2 separate regions of the Columba livia genome follow, and region 1 is linked to region 2. A link is a contact called in public Hi-C data. All regions are on one chromosome and are shown on one strand. Each heading gives the region's core, a stretch centred on a gene start, on an enhancer-like site or on the middle of the called end of the contact. The rest is flanking DNA. Distances are from core to core; before and after follow the strand shown.

Region 1 (4,865 bases), core at 1,848-4,347, 75 kb after region 2:
AGTTACCAATGAGACAGCTTCTACATTATGTGCTTTAGCCCCATTCATGCCTGCTCAGCTCCTACCAGGCCAGAGCATGGCACACCCGGCTATGGATTCTACCACTGTTGCCAGGGGCCAAAAACTTGAGTGAAGCTGCACCTTACACTGCAATATCTAAAGAGCTCCATAGATCCCATTAGAAAGGTTTCAAGTGGAGAATCAAAATAAGTAAATGCTTACATTAGCTCTACCACTACTCTAATAAATAAAGGAGAAAAAAAAAAAAAAAAAAATCACCCTTACAGAAAACAACATTGTTTATACAACCAGGTCTGTAATTAACATGCAAATTACTTACTCAAACAAATTAAGAACTATCCTCTCCCGGTTTTTGTAATTTTATAGACTGAACATGGCAGAGACTTCAATTTATTAAAAGTCAAGTTCTTCTGTAAGCAACTCTGCTTCCATTACATGGAAATAGTGGGCAAGTAATAAGGACTACATGAAGTCATACGCACACAGAAATTTACTACAGTAGGTTTTCTGCTTGTGCATTTAAGACAGTTTGTGTTTTTGTTTTACACCAGGGTCTGACACTAAGTTAATAAGCCTTTTATTGAGATTCAGAAGCTATTACATTACACGCGTCTTGCTCTACTTGCATTTGCTAACCTATGCTGAGGCCTAGGATTAAATTTTACGCTTCACTGACAGAAAATAGAATCCTAAATCACCAATCCACACATAATTGTTAATTTCCCCACTTGTTTCTTGTGGTCACAATACCTATGTTCTTCCTTACCACAGACTTACTTTAAACTTTCATATTTTTAAACGTAGCACTGAACTTCAACTCAGGCCTATGAAATGCCTCGTTTTCTTTTAATTATCCTTACTACACTCTCCCTATTACCTAGGCTAGTAAAGGTTTACTAAATTTTGTACAGAATGATAACAAACTATACTATCAAAGCAAGTATCATGGTCACAGACCTCTTGAAACAATAATAAAACCTCCTACTAATACGAATAATAAACAGCAGAAGGTTCTAGTAGATTAAGTACCAGACTCATACTCAGAAAAACTCATATCTTTCCAATTTTATTCTCACCCAGTCTTCTAGATGACCTTGGGTAAATCACTATCCTCACACTGCAGTTTCCCCAGCACTAAAAATTAATCAAACTGAGTTGCAAATCTGTCTGAAAACCCCAAATGAAATGCACCATAAGAATTAAAAATATATTTCCCTGTCTACAGATATATTTGCCTGCATAGCTTTTCTTTATCCCATTACACATCAGCAACAGTGTAAGATTGCTTTTACTTTCTAAATACACTCTAGTGGTTCTTCAAGAAAGGCTTTACACTACTGCCTTACTTTTTATCACATGCTTGATCTATTTCTGCTACCTATCTACTTTGAAGGACGAAGAGCTTGTATCTAGCAATACACAGTTAACACTTACTTTAATACACTACATCAAAAGCTGCTGTTGAATACATTCCTAAGCTACAAGGGGAAAATAAAACAGGACATATCAGAACAGAGAGCAAATTATCATCGAGAAGCAACTCATTCTCTAGTCTCTTGCTCACATAAGTAATCTTCTAAATAATCATGCAAGTATTTGCTTCCACAACCTGCCATGGGAACCAGTCATCAGCAGATTTTTACTGAAAATACACGCATTAATGAACCAAACTGCATCAAAGCAATACAAGAAGATTCTTCTTCTTACACAGCACTAGACTCAATAAACACTTCTTTTCATTTAACAGGAGACTGACATTTATTAGCAAAGAACACTGTCTAACTGTGGAACACTTTGCTCACTTGCTTTCTTCTCATTTCTGGGTTGGTTTGTTTGGGTTTTTTAGAAAAACTATGCCATTATGAGATGCCTTTTCACCTTTCCTATTCCAAAATATAAGGCTTAAACAAGAGTTCTTAAAAGCTCTTGGCTTTGCTAGTGTTTGGGGGTGGGGGAAAGTCCACCAAAAAAAAAAAAAAAGCACTTATTCATAAGTAATTTTTCTAAACAGAGTTTGCAGATAAAGTTGCCATTTCCAGCATCATGCCATATAAACCTGCTTTGATTGACAAAAATCTTGAACTATGACATACTTAACTTGCAGCTGTTTTCCTGATCAATGAATTACTACAACACACCGAAAAGTGGACTGTATATGTTGATCAGCAGAATAAAGAAAAAATATTCCTGTACTGTCAATAGACAACTTCTTGAGCCTTACTAACGGAGCCGATTAAAAAAAAAAAAAAAAAAAAAACGAGAAGACAGACCTTCCACACCACAGACGTGGAACGTGACAAATCCAGCTATTTCCCGAAATATTGCAAAACCGATCATAAAAGGGCATCTTGCAGACGTAGCGAGAGGAAATCACCGCGCATCCCAGAGAGAAAAAGCACTTGCATCTCGGATCCCCGCGCACTCCCGAGGAGGGCACACGAGCCCGGGCGACTCCGGTGCCGGCGGGGGAAGGACGGGGCAGCCGCTCTGTGCCGGGAGCGGAGCCCAGGCGGGGCCCCCCCGCCGCGGAGCGCAGCCCCGGCCCCCCCGCCACCCGCCCTACTCTCCCCTCCCACACCAACTTCCCCCGGCCCGGGACGTGGCCGGCCGCAGTTGGGCAGGGAGCGACGTGACGAGGCTGAAACCGGTCTGAAGTCCACAAAGAAGCCATCTGCCTCCGGGAAACGTGCTAGTGGGGAAAGAAGAAGCCCGGGGGAGCTTCACCGCGCCTGCAAACGAGCACCTCCCCGCCGCCCCCGCCCTGAGGACCGGGCAGCGCCGCCCCGAGCCGCCCCGCCGCCGGGACACGGAGCGGGCGCACCTTCACCGCCTGCCCCGCGCGGTCTCCAGGCTGGGTTCTTACCTTCCTCCCGCCGCCGCCGCCGGCCAGCGCGGCGCTGCCGCCCGAGTACATGTAGTAGGCGATGCCCAGCACCCAGAGGAAGGCGAAGCAGAGCAGCAGCCGAGACCTGCGCCGCATCCTCCCTCCCGCGCCGCCGCCAGGCCACCAGGAAACGGCCAGCAGCAGCAGCCTCCGCTCCTGCCGCCGCCGCCGCCGCGCAGGGTCAGGGGGCAGAGGGCGAACGCCCGCCCCCCGACCAATCCCGCGCCGCCCGGCCCCACGGGGGGCGGAGCGGGGCGGAGCGGGGCGACCAGCGTCGCCATGGCTGCAGCACGCCGGGCCGCCGCCCCCTCCCGCCCGGGCCGGGGGCTGCGCGCCCCCCGCGGCGGCGGGACGGCCCGACCTCGCCCGCCCGTCCCTCCCTCCCTCCCGCGCCCGGTGCCCCGGCCCCGCGCCGCCCTGCCGACCGCCGCCGCGCTCCCCAGCGCCTGCCTGAGGGGCGCGCGCTGCCGCCGCCCGATGAGGCGGTTGCCGCGCCTCGTGGCCAACGGCCGGGACGTGACGGGCAAGCGCGGGGCCGCCCCGGCTGCGCCTGCCGAAGGGCGGGCGGGTCAGCAGCCGGCCCGCGCCCGGAGCGGCGGCTGGCGGGTGCCGCGGGGCCGTGGGGTTTCGGAGCTGCTCGGGCGCCCGGCCCGCCGCCTCCCACCCCCGCCTGCCTCCGGCCGAAAGTGTCTGTGACCGCACTTCTGCGGGCTGGGGCATGGGCAGCGCCGGGAGCGGCCCCTCTGACGTGAGGGGTGATCCCGGCTGCGGCTGCACCCCGTTCAGCGCACTCTCCATACTGCGCCACTGGTGGGTTGAGCACGCCTCAGCCCATATTGGCTCGTTATATAGGGATCCCAGCTGCACAGAAGCTCCAAGCTGGCCACCAGAAGTCGTTTCTGTGTCTCCCTGGTGTTCCCACTGAACAGCAGGGAACGAACAATCTGCTTTGTGAAGGTGGTGTCCTTGCGGTCACTTGGGGCAGGTGGTGAGGCTGGTCTTCATTAAATCTCAAAGGTGAGAAAGCAAAGTCATGCTGGATGATGTCCAGTGTTCTCTGCGTGACAGGTATCCACATCTCATTTGATAAGTCTCTGCCTTACATTATTTAAGAGATTCTTGTGTGGCCTTGTGGGAGACATCAAGGTCTTGACAACCCCACCTTCCCACTGAGGTCACGCATCTGCTCCCTCACCCTTCTGAGGTCACTGCATTACTCGGACAGCAGCACCCAGTCTGGAAGCACGGTTGCCCCCACACAGGCCTAAGGGGGCCTCCAGAGGACTCTTCCCAGGTTGACCCAAGTGGGCTTCTACTCTTAGAGGCTGATCTGTCGATATGAGGTCATGGCCTGGTAAAATTACCTTTCTTTCTGCTTACCCAGTTCCACCATTAAACACCCCAGGACAGACACTACACTGCTGCTAGCCCTCAGTGTGGTTCACTGACTTGTGCGTGCACAGTTCATGCTGTCCTTTTTCCACACCACTGACTTTCCTCTTGTCCAACATTTGCTGCTGTCTCATTCTACTCCGAGATATCAAAAAATGAGAGCACAAAACTGAGACACATTCCCTAGCAATTAAAAAGCACCTTTATTTCAGAGCCACGGTATCCACTCAAAGCAGAACATTCCTGGGTTTTAAAGGTTTTCTCTGTCATCTCACCATTGGTTTGTTTGTTGTTTTTTTTTTTTTTTTTTAATATGCTGGTTTACTGCTGCCCATTCTGACTGCACTGCATGATTTTGTGCTCCTTCTGTCTATACCTATGTCAGACCTCTGCCAGTCAAGCCGCACTGGTGGCTACAGAGCCTCTGTAGAAGACTGCTCACCAAGCTGTGCCAGGCTGAGGCAGGGGTCTGGCAGAAATTCTGTTGCATGAGCAGGAGAAGAGCCAGCCGCTGAAAGAAGTGGCATCAAAAGCTCACCTGCTCACCAGCACAGTGACTCCGCTGACA
Region 2 (4,435 bases), core at 482-2,981:
TTTAAATAGTGTCCAGGCAGCTATACACGTAAAAAGTAACATCTTTGGAGCGAAAACTAATATAAGACCCTATCTTATTTTCAGGGAAACGGGGTAACACTACAACCACCTTCTGAGGTAGCTTCCAAAGCCCCATTTGGCTCACATGCTCTTTATGTAAAGGGTCACAATTTGTACCAGTAATAAAAACATTAAAACTGATGCTGTAGTTTTAGCCCTCAAAAGGTACCAACTTAACAAAAAGCAGATTGTGGTTCATTTAAAGGGTAAATAATCTACCAGCATGCTTTAAAGTATTTCTTAAAATACAACTTATTTCTGAGAGTCTCATAATGCTACACAATAATGAAGTTTCAATATTAATGAAAGATAGAGTAAAGATCCCTTTCAGAGTCAGAGAATATGATTGCTAGCTTTGTTTAGTTGCAAACTACAATCTAATAGAGGGAGAAGCGGTGGTATACAGACATACTTTATGGGAGCAACTGGATTTCCTTGCCGTGCTCTTCTTTGCTCTGGTGTCATGTAATCCCACTTGAACACCAGGTTCCAATCAAAGCCTTCAAGAAGAAAAAGATTAGAGAAGGACGTTAAAAAGACTCTGGTCATCATTCAACTTGTAGTAACATAATGTTCACTGAAAACACCGGGAACTGTAATTTAAATGAAAAATTTTAAATGTGTACAAACTTCTGTGTAGAAAACAAACAAGTAGGAGTCCAGATAAATGGCAAATAAGTTGACAGGACAATAAAAAGTAATATCTAATACAAAATAGCTTTGATCTCTCTTGCTGCCATCTACTACACATAGTAAGAAACCCAATCAGCAAGTGACAAAGCAAAAGCCTCATATTAATCCAATGTCTCATTTCATCAAATAGAACACCATATGATGATCTTCCAACCATTACAAATGCTCCCAAAAGTCTTTTACTGTACAATTGCATTTCAACTTGATGACATATGTTTACACAGGCTTTATGCAGCAGTTAGTATTCCTTTATCAGCAGGAGCTCTCTATGGTGAAGGTCACAACAGGTTATGTAGCTCCCACTTATTAACATTCATTTATCTTCCTGCTTTCCCACTACACACTTCTAAGTGCACCTTTATTTAAATCTGAGACAAGCGCTACAGAGCCAAAATCTTACTTCCTTTATGTAAGTACCTATGTGTGTGTACACGCAGCAACAGCTGGTCTGGTCCTTCAGTGAGTTAAGCACAGCAGCACATAGCAGCCACTAGAATAATGACCAATAGGTCACCTACAGCAATATTCTATCCAACAAGCATTTGAATCACCACCTTTAGGCAACGATGCACAGCTGGTGTAAGACAAACTTCCTATAGGAAACACTTTCATAACCCCTTTTAAGATGGGTTATGCCCAGGAGCATGAACATCTATTAAAAAGCTACACAAGGTCCGTCTCCCTCTTCCAGTACACCTAGCAAACCAGCCTCATACAGACTGCCTGCTGCCAGACATTTATATCCTATGAGGTCATGTAATGAATGATTTCCAGATTTCTGGTGCACAGATGTCAATAGTTTTCTTTCTCCAGCATAAAGATAAAGCAATTACCTTGTGGGGAAGTGGGGGAAAAGTGAAGGTAGCCAGACAACAAGTACAGTCCTACAAACTGTCTGTATTCGTAAACGTGCATACTAATGATTGATGTGGAGAGTTGAAAACTAAACAGTTTTCATTTTATCTCACAAGACATTTATCACGCACAATACAGAAATTACCCTGAACAGTCTTTACAGCATGCATGTCAACTCTGTCTCTCCACAGTTAAGTATTTCATGAAGTGTTGCACTGTAAAAATGAAAGACTGTCTAACTACTCCAAAACTCCAAGTAGCAAAACCGTAAAATGACTACAATCGATAGTACCATAAAGCCTCCAGCATGAAAAGTAAAATGAGCTCCACTATTTCCATGCAGTTAAAAAGTCGCATTTCATCATACATACCCAGCAAAATTACTTGCATCTGGGGGAACTTGAAAAAAAACTACCGCTCTCTGGCAGAAGCAGTACAGATAGAGTTACGTATACTCTAGTGAACACAAGGGGTCTCTTCTGGAACACAGCACTCTGTTACAAACTCTGAACATGTGTATAAATTGTCTACCCATAAAAACTGTCTCCATTTTCACTGACTCTGGGAAAAATCTGTACTCAATCAGATAATATCAGTAATTCTGTAAAAGGAGTTTTTCTAAACACAAGTGCATATCCACTATGAAATTCTATCCAGTGTAAACTGCATCATAGGCATACTCTAAATTATTAGATCTCAGTTAACTACAGTTTATTCCAGAAATTGAAGTGTTTCTCAGGGCAGCATAAACACTTTTGCAAATCCCCCCTCAACAAAAAATTTGTAACATGAAGTGCATGGATTTAGTATTGGCTAGACATGGGGAATTTTTTTTAGCCCTGTCTCCTTTAAAACCTTCGTAGCATTTGCTAGGTTGCTTGTCTTGGGTGATTAAGTCCTTTCAAAACAGACCAGGCACAAATGCTGTCCCAGCTGTCTCAACCCTCCATGCTTCAGATACTCTATCTCAGGTTGAAAGCATAGCTTGGTTTTCCATGTTTAGACTTGGCCCAGCGAAAGTGTCCCATGACATCAAACATGGTAGTGCCTGTAACATGGTAATCTGTCCTTTGGGAACTGAAAAGAAATATATTATTCATGTTTCAAGAGACACCCAAATGGCCTTAAACACTGGTATGTGCAAAATTTCTATTGTTAATATTAAAAAAAAAAAAAACAAAAAACCCAAAAAACCAGCTTCTCACTCCTCAATCCAGAAGTACAGAGGTTCCATGCACTTAAAAAATTAAAACATCTATTTCTGTTGCATACAAGGGGAGAAAATGAGCACTAAAAATTAAAAAAAAAAGAAAAAAAAAAGGAGAAAAGGGAAACATACTTCCAAAGATAAAGCAGTAACAAGTGAAACGATCTCTCAATCTTCTTTCACTTCACTTGGGAAGAATTAAAGTGTGCGAACCTTGCAGGAACCAAGCAAAGGTTTCAGTGAAAGAACTCCTCCTCCTACTGCAGGCAACAATAAAAGCCACATAATGGTATAGAGATTTCCATGCTTGAGGCATAATGAATAGATTGGGTAAAAGCCTTAAGGTTTTAAAAAAGCTGGCACTCAGATAATAGCACAGACCTATACATTAGCATACTGTGAATATATGCACTGTAGGTGTTACTTCAGGATGTTAATTAAAAGGACATAGAACCTCTCACCTCCACATCACTGACTGGAAATTGCACCCTATGTGACATTATGCAAATATTGCTTTTATTGTAGTTTACTGGAACAACACCTGGAAGCCAGTTAGAGACTAGTAACTGACAGAATAGGCTTGGAATTAGTTTTTCCTTCCACGCTCAAGAAAGCCCATTCAGAAAAAGCTGAAACACTGCAGAAACAGCACTGCATAATTTCTGTATTGTGGCTCATTTTATATCTTTGTGCAGACAGTTCAGTCAAAAAAAGGGAGGGGGGGAAGAAGAACAGCTATTTTAAATACTAGATTCTTGCTTACAGTGAAAAAAGGGGAGGATTTTTCTTGGGGGCAGAGAGAGTTTCACAAGTCTTTTTAATATTTGCTCTCAACGGTTTACACTAGCTAGACACAGTGAAACTAATATATCTAAATTCAATTTAACAGGAAATTTTGTAACTGTAAAGGTATAAACACCACAAATTTCAAGGTCACATGATACTCTCTTCACAATTACAGATCATGGCTAACAAACATTTATTTTTAAAACACATTCCAAAGCTTTCTGCTTATTCAGAAGATTTTAATTTTTTTAAGCAAACCAGCATCTTGAAAAAGCTCATAGGCACTACATTGCTGATGGGCTTTTAAGCTAGGGAGCAATTAAAGCCTGTCTTATCTAAAAAGAGAATCATAAACCCTGGCCATAAGCTGCTTCTGACATGTACACAGTCCTACAAACATTGGAGTGAGCACTGCACATAGGTAAAAGGCAGCACAAACTTATAAGAATTAGAATAATCAAGAGGACCTGTTTTAAAGCAAAAGACAATAAGGCCAATTAAAATCCAACCCTAGAAACAACTGACCTACAGAACTTAAACCATGAGCAGGAAGAACCATATGTTAACTGCCCATTCCACAACTGCAGTGATTATGAGCTTTGATTCTTGATGCTTTTTTTTTTTTAATTTGTATTCCAGTACAGGTACATACCGCCTTTTAAATCAGCTGACGCCCCCACGTACTGGAAGTTGTCCATATTAATTACATCAATAATAGGAGACACAACTCTGGTCTTGTCCTAAAATAAATATTAGAAAGTAATATTGAAATAATGAAATCAATATATAAAGATGCAGGTAGGATGAGATATTGATCAGTTCAGCATGATTTCA

What was found. A called contact is a pair of places that touch in the nucleus more often than the background predicts.
Region 1: a contact with region 2 is called in a Hi-C map of liver, with 2.2 times the contacts expected there. The contact joins the promoter of GALNT2 here to the enhancer-like site in region 2. A contact is called at or near these places in 2 of 2 Hi-C or Micro-C datasets (crop and liver).

Annotation. Positions count from the first base shown.
Region 1 is chr3:76,699,085-76,703,949 of bColLiv1.pat.W.v2, forward strand. It overlaps GALNT2 (polypeptide N-acetylgalactosaminyltransferase 2), which reads right to left and starts at 3,098. Exons shown (of 16, transcript XM_065057735.1): 1 at 2,885-3,098. The coding sequence starts at 3,001.
Region 2 is chr3:76,625,035-76,629,469 of bColLiv1.pat.W.v2, forward strand. It overlaps GALNT2 (polypeptide N-acetylgalactosaminyltransferase 2), which reads right to left. Exons shown (of 16, transcript XM_065057735.1): 8 at 4,254-4,341; 9 at 473-560. Among named protein-coding and RNA genes, the nearest start is that of GALNT2, 75 kb to the right of the region's middle. Within about 2 kb of position 1,732, at least 2 of the 3 cell types and tissues checked have an H3K27ac peak away from gene starts, as active enhancers do.